2 separate regions of the Mus musculus genome follow, and region 1 is linked to region 2. The links are chromatin contacts, called in public Micro-C maps. All regions are on one chromosome and are shown on one strand. The core of a region is the stretch at or near the end of the contact, and the rest is flanking DNA. Distances in the headings are between cores, read along the strand shown.

Region 1 (2,700 bases), core at 7-2,506, 170 kb after region 2:
AAAGAAACAAAGTTTGGCTGCGTGCTATAACAAGGATGACCCTTGAAAACACTAAATGGCAGGTAGGAAAAATGCAAGATGCAAAAGGTCACATTGTCTATGACTCCATTTCTAGGAAGTGCCCAGAACACACAAATTCATGGAGGCAGAAAGTAGATAAATAGGCTGTCAGGATTTGGGGTTGGAGGAGAGGGAGTGACTACTGATGAACAGGGGTCTTTAATTGCCATGTTGGGAACATTCTGCAATTAGGAAATGATAATCATATCCAACTTTGTAAGTAAACAAAACAAAACAAAACAAAAAACTACTCAATTGTACACTGCAAAAGAGTGAATTTATAGTATGTGTATTGAATCTTGGTTTTCTTTAAAAAATGAACAAATAAAGAATAAAAACCTGATAGAAGACACAAAGCTTTGTAAAGTTACAACAAACACAAGTTCTTCAGCTTCTGCCTCTACTGCTTCCTTGCCACGGTTTTCCCCATCCTTGCTCATGAGGCTGCCAGCTGTGCCCTCACTGGTGGAGTCACCAGCCCATCTGATTTGAAGCCCGAAGCCAAAGCAGAACCCTGGCCCCGAAGTCAGGCTTTCAGGTTCGGAACTCATAAGCACATTGAGACAAGGCCATAGCCAGTTCAGACAGCACTCACACACCTTCTGATTACAGCCCAAAAATTCTGCAGGGAAAAAACAGCTTAGAACAGAGGGTGTGTGAGTAAGTTCACTCTGTAACAAGCCAATCAAAGGTGGGTGAAGCAGGAGAAGGAAAAGAAGAGGGAGAGGGGGACTCTGAACAAAAGCAGCAAGTGCTTTTGATCCAGTTGTTTATGTCAGAAATCAATAGAGATGTTTTCCTTCATTTTGGAGAGTGAGAATTGGAATTTGTCGAAATTGGATCTTGAAGCACTTAGATTTCTTTCTTTTTTTTCCTTTGGTACTGGAACAATGGTACACATTCTGTTTACAAGAAGTGCTGAGCGCTGGGGCAAAAATTGTAGCAATTGTAGTGATTTTATTCTCAGCTCTCCGTTTCCAAGATTGTATAGAACAGGCTCAAAGGCACTAATGGATGCTGTACAAAGGAAACCCTTAAGACGTTTCTGGAAATATGTAAAATATTTCTCCTTGGTGAACGCTTGTTTCTAGAACAACTGAACTATGTTAATAGGATGGTGTCAGAGAGATACCACCATTGCAGATTCTCTAGTTCATCATCTCAGAAGCAGGAAACACCTGCAGGAAATAAATGATCTCTGGATAAAACCTTTTTATGCAACAAACCAGAATGAGATGGCCAAGTGCAGTTAGTTTACTTTGTGTGACTTTCTTTTAAAATTAGTTCTGATTACTGCAGCTGCTGTTTGTTTATCTAACTACAGTGCTTTGGTGTACTAAAGTCAGAGAACTTCAGGCCAGGACTGTGGTGTGTAAGCTGAACAAAGCATATCATGGTGACCTTGACCGCAAGGACTGTGAATTGCTGTAGGGTTTTGCCTAAAGCCCCCATGAAAATTCATGGCAAAGAGAGCATTGTATTGAGCTATGGAATAAAAAGCAGCTGTCCAGGGATGCTTCCCATCCAGCTGCTCTAAGCTTCTGCGTTCCCCCATTGTGAATCACAACATTCTTTATCAAAATCCCAGCTAGTTTGCTTGGTCTCTCAAAGATTCTATTTCTCTTTAAGCAAATGAGGTGACTAGACTTGAGTAGCTGATAAACGGGTATATTCAATAAGAAGCATAATTGTCCCCTTATATCCATGGGGATTGGTTTGATTACAGTCCAATTATACAAAGTCTGCAGAGACTTGAATGTTTTATCCAAAGTAGTGTAGTCAGGGAACATTGTGGAAGAGGGGGTGGAAAGATTGTAAGAGTTAGAGGATCAGGGACATTGCTCTTAGATTGTGTCTCCTAGTAACATCTGATGCTGTACACTCCAAGTCTCTCCACAACACTCATCTAAACGTGAGCAGACAAGGATAACACCAATGATCAGGACAAACTGTTGAGGAAAAGCCCAGGAGATCTCAACCCTACACAAGGAACTACACACAACTCAGGAAAGACAGGAGTAGGAAACATGGCTTTTCCCAGGAAAGAGCTTGCTAGATGTTTGTCCAATGTCAAATGGTCAACACTAAAAACATACCTACAAGTAACATTATTATAAGGACTCAATTGGGTATGTGTGTGTATGTATAAAAACACATCTGCACGTAATAATAAGTCATTAAAATAGCACAGTATTTGCAAAGCCCTACTCACAACTCTTCAATCAATCACCTCTTGTTTACTTATAATACACAGGACTGTGTGAATACTATGTACACAGTTGATATAGTATAATCTTAGGGAATAATACCAAGAAGGAAAGCACCCATGTAAGGTTCAAGTTAACATTTTTCTGAATATTTTCTGTCTACAGTTGGATGAATCCCTAGATTCACAACCCACAGACATGCAAAGTCAACTATAATTTGATTCATGTCATAGAAATATCAGGAAACAAAGTAACAGGACTGCCTTAACAGACAGTGGTATGGGACTTGGGGTGGCAAAGGCAAGGTGATTGGTTGAATGACTGTACAAAGAGCCAATTAGAATCCACATCTAGGATACCCACCCAGACAATTGTTTTTTCCTATGATAGGTATGAAAGTTTAGATGTTTAGCCTCCAGATAGAATGAAGCAG
Region 2 (2,700 bases), core at 11-2,510:
CCGCATACGTGAAAGTACTTAGCTGGTTTCTGGCACACGGGTCGCTCTGAATTCCTTTTCCTTCCTCTCCATATAGCCCCATGCCCTTAGCACTGAAAGTAGATCCTGAACACCTTGGTCAGACAAGCCCACTGGGAAATCTAACCTTTAAGCGATCTGTACTTTCACAGATCAGAATTGAGCAGAGCAATCTCCCTAGAAACAGCCTGCCATGCTGGCGTCTTGTCCCACATTGCTAATGACCAACAGTACCAGCCATCAGCACTTGCCAGCTAAGCCAAAGGGGGCTTTTAAATCTGCACTGATTGGATGCCATGGGGCTGGGTTGACAAGTAGCCTCCTGCTCCATTTCTAGATGCGAGTCAGTGAATTAATAGCTTGCCCCATTGTTTTCTAACACAGCCAATTAAGTGAACAGTCTGAATGTTTTGGCCAGCAGGCGGCAGCCTTTGCTAACATAATGGTCGGTACTCCTCTGTCTGGCAGAACCCCACCAAAAACTGGGTGCCTGTGAGGTTTACATGGTGTAGCCTTTAAATTGGGACGGGGCACAAATCTTGGCAGATAGAATTCCGAGAACTGGAATGGGGGCAAACCCCGTGTTGGTTTTTATCCATCTCCAGCTGAAATGGAGAGTTTTGATTCAATTGTGAACGCAAGTCAAAGATAATTTGCAGCTCCCACTCGGGACAGCTAGAAACACTGCTCACACTCTTCATTGCTTTAAAACTGCAGTAACTGTGGAACCTGCTGCTAGCTCTTGTTATTTAGCACATTAATATAGAAGTACACATAGAACCATATCACATATCTGTTGGTTTTGTTTTGACATTTTAATACCTACCTTTTGATACCACTGGCTTGCTTTGAGTTGTTATAGACGGTTTTATTTAGTTTTAAGTGTATTTACTTTAAAGCATTTTTTTTAATGATGAGAAATCTACAGACTTCACCACTCTGTCAATAGGTCCATAATTTAAAACCAGTACCAAGAGCATCCAGTGACAAGGCTACCAGAACAGTCTCTAGAAAAAAGAGGATCAAAAGATTTTTTTTTTCTTTTTTGTACTCAGTAGCTGTGACTTTACTCTTATCCTTCCATCTTTTCCAAAGATGTGTGCCATATCTGTATGAAACTGTTTGCAGCGACGCCTGGCAGAGTACACTTTAACCTCAGGGTGAGATTTTGGCGTATTCAGATCACATTACTAACAAAAGCTTCAGTGTCTAGGATGCCTGCCATCCCTGCCTAGGGAAGGAAGAGGCACCCGCTCTTCCAGCTGCTTTCACATCTTTGTTCCGCTTGATTTATTGCCAGGGCTCAGGGATCCCCGTCGACAATTACTTCCTTTTCGGCAAGAAGCCCTGCGTTCCCTCGAAGCGTCACTTCTAGAATCTAGTCTCCTCTTCTTCCTCCCTTAAGAAATATTCTGAAATATGTTTAATAGGAGGGGGAAAAGTGTTCTTAAACACCCCCCTCCCATCTTCTTGTTTCCTTTCTCCCAAGTAAGGGAAGCCACACTAATTGGGCAGACCCAGCCTGGGGCTAGGTACATTGTCCATTTTCCTGATACTTTATCCCTGAGTGTTGTCATGGAGACTACAGGAACCAAACAAGTCCACTGGAGGAATGTTACCTAACACTTTCTCATTCTTGGTCGCTGAACCATCTTCCCAGCTGGATCTTCCAACTGCCTCTATCCCCACTGCTCCCCAGCCTTGCTTTTTCCACCCCTAAGTAAACCTGTTTTTTTCTGCTGTGCTAAAGTACCATAGTCCAGGCAACTTAAGGGAAAGAACTTGTTTTGGCTTACAGTTCCAGAGAGATAAGAGTTCCTGTTGAGTCGGGCGTCATGACGCACACCTTTAATCCCAGCACTTGGGAGGTAGAGGCAGGCAGATTTCTGAGTTCGAGGCCAGCCTGGTCTACGTCTACAAAGTGAGTTCCAGGATAGCCAGGGCTACACAGAGAAACCCTGTCTCGAAAAAACCAAAAAAAAAGTAGAGCCATGGTAACAAGCAGCAGGCACAGCCAGAGTTTGAAGACCAAACTGCAGCCATAAGCACAAAGGGAGAGAAACCAGAAACTGCAGGAGGCTCTTACTTTCAAAGTCCACCCCCAGTGACATACTTCCTGAAGCAAAACCACACCTCTCCAAACACTTTCACCAACCGGGGACTGAGTATTCATACCTGCAATTATTACAGAGGACATTTTCATTTGAACCACTGCTACATCCCGTACTCCCTAAAAAGACACCAACAGCATCTGCAGTGGCAAAAATAACAAAAACAGGAAGATGCTCTCTTATTTCTTGAAGGCTGACGCTGTCCCCGTCATGTGTCCTTTCGACCAGCCATTGAGTATCGGTAGTGCTCACCAAATCTGTATCCATAGGGAAACTGAGACTCCGATCTTTTCCAGAACTTTACACATGTATCCAGGAGAACATTCTGGATTAGGGTGAGTCCTGATTCCATTGTCTGGTTCTTTTGAGATGAGAAGAGGACGTGGAGAGAGGATGAAAATGGGCGCAGTCAGTGGCCATCACAGTTGTGAGCTGAGGAGGTCTGGGACCATCAGAAGCTGGAAGCTGGAAGTGAAGTTTCAGGGGGAACATAGATTGATCATATATTGATTTTTGGAACCATAGATTCCGGAAAGATGAAGGAAAATGATCTAGCTGTTTTGAGACACTA

The links. Hi-C and Micro-C count contacts between places; a contact is called where the count stands out from the background.
Region 1: a contact with region 2 is called in a Micro-C map of muscle stem cells, with 7 times the contacts expected there. The contact joins two enhancer-like sites. A contact is called at or near these places in 1 of 39 promoter capture datasets (the 3T3-L1 cell line), 1 of 15 datasets of contacts at CTCF or cohesin (embryonic stem cells), 13 of 484 Hi-C or Micro-C datasets (the Patski cell line, adipose-derived mesenchymal stem cells, cerebral cortex and 7 more), 7 of 115 datasets of contacts at active chromatin or transcription factors (all in embryonic stem cells) and 1 of 9 other capture datasets (embryonic stem cells).

Annotation. Positions count from the first base shown.
Region 1 is chr1:57,599,650-57,602,349 of GRCm38.p6, forward strand. No RefSeq gene overlaps it. Among named protein-coding and RNA genes, the nearest start is that of Spats2l, 170 kb to the right of the region's middle. Within about 2 kb of position 1,257, at least 12 of the 459 cell types and tissues checked have an H3K27ac peak or open chromatin away from gene starts, as enhancers often do. A contact at or near this core is called in muscle stem cells, where this site is marked.
Region 2 is chr1:57,428,666-57,431,365 of GRCm38.p6, forward strand. No RefSeq gene overlaps it. Among named protein-coding and RNA genes, the nearest start is that of Gm22371, 7.6 kb to the left of the region's middle. Within about 2 kb of position 1,261, at least 93 of the 459 cell types and tissues checked have an H3K27ac peak or open chromatin away from gene starts, as enhancers often do. A contact at or near this core is called in muscle stem cells, where this site is marked.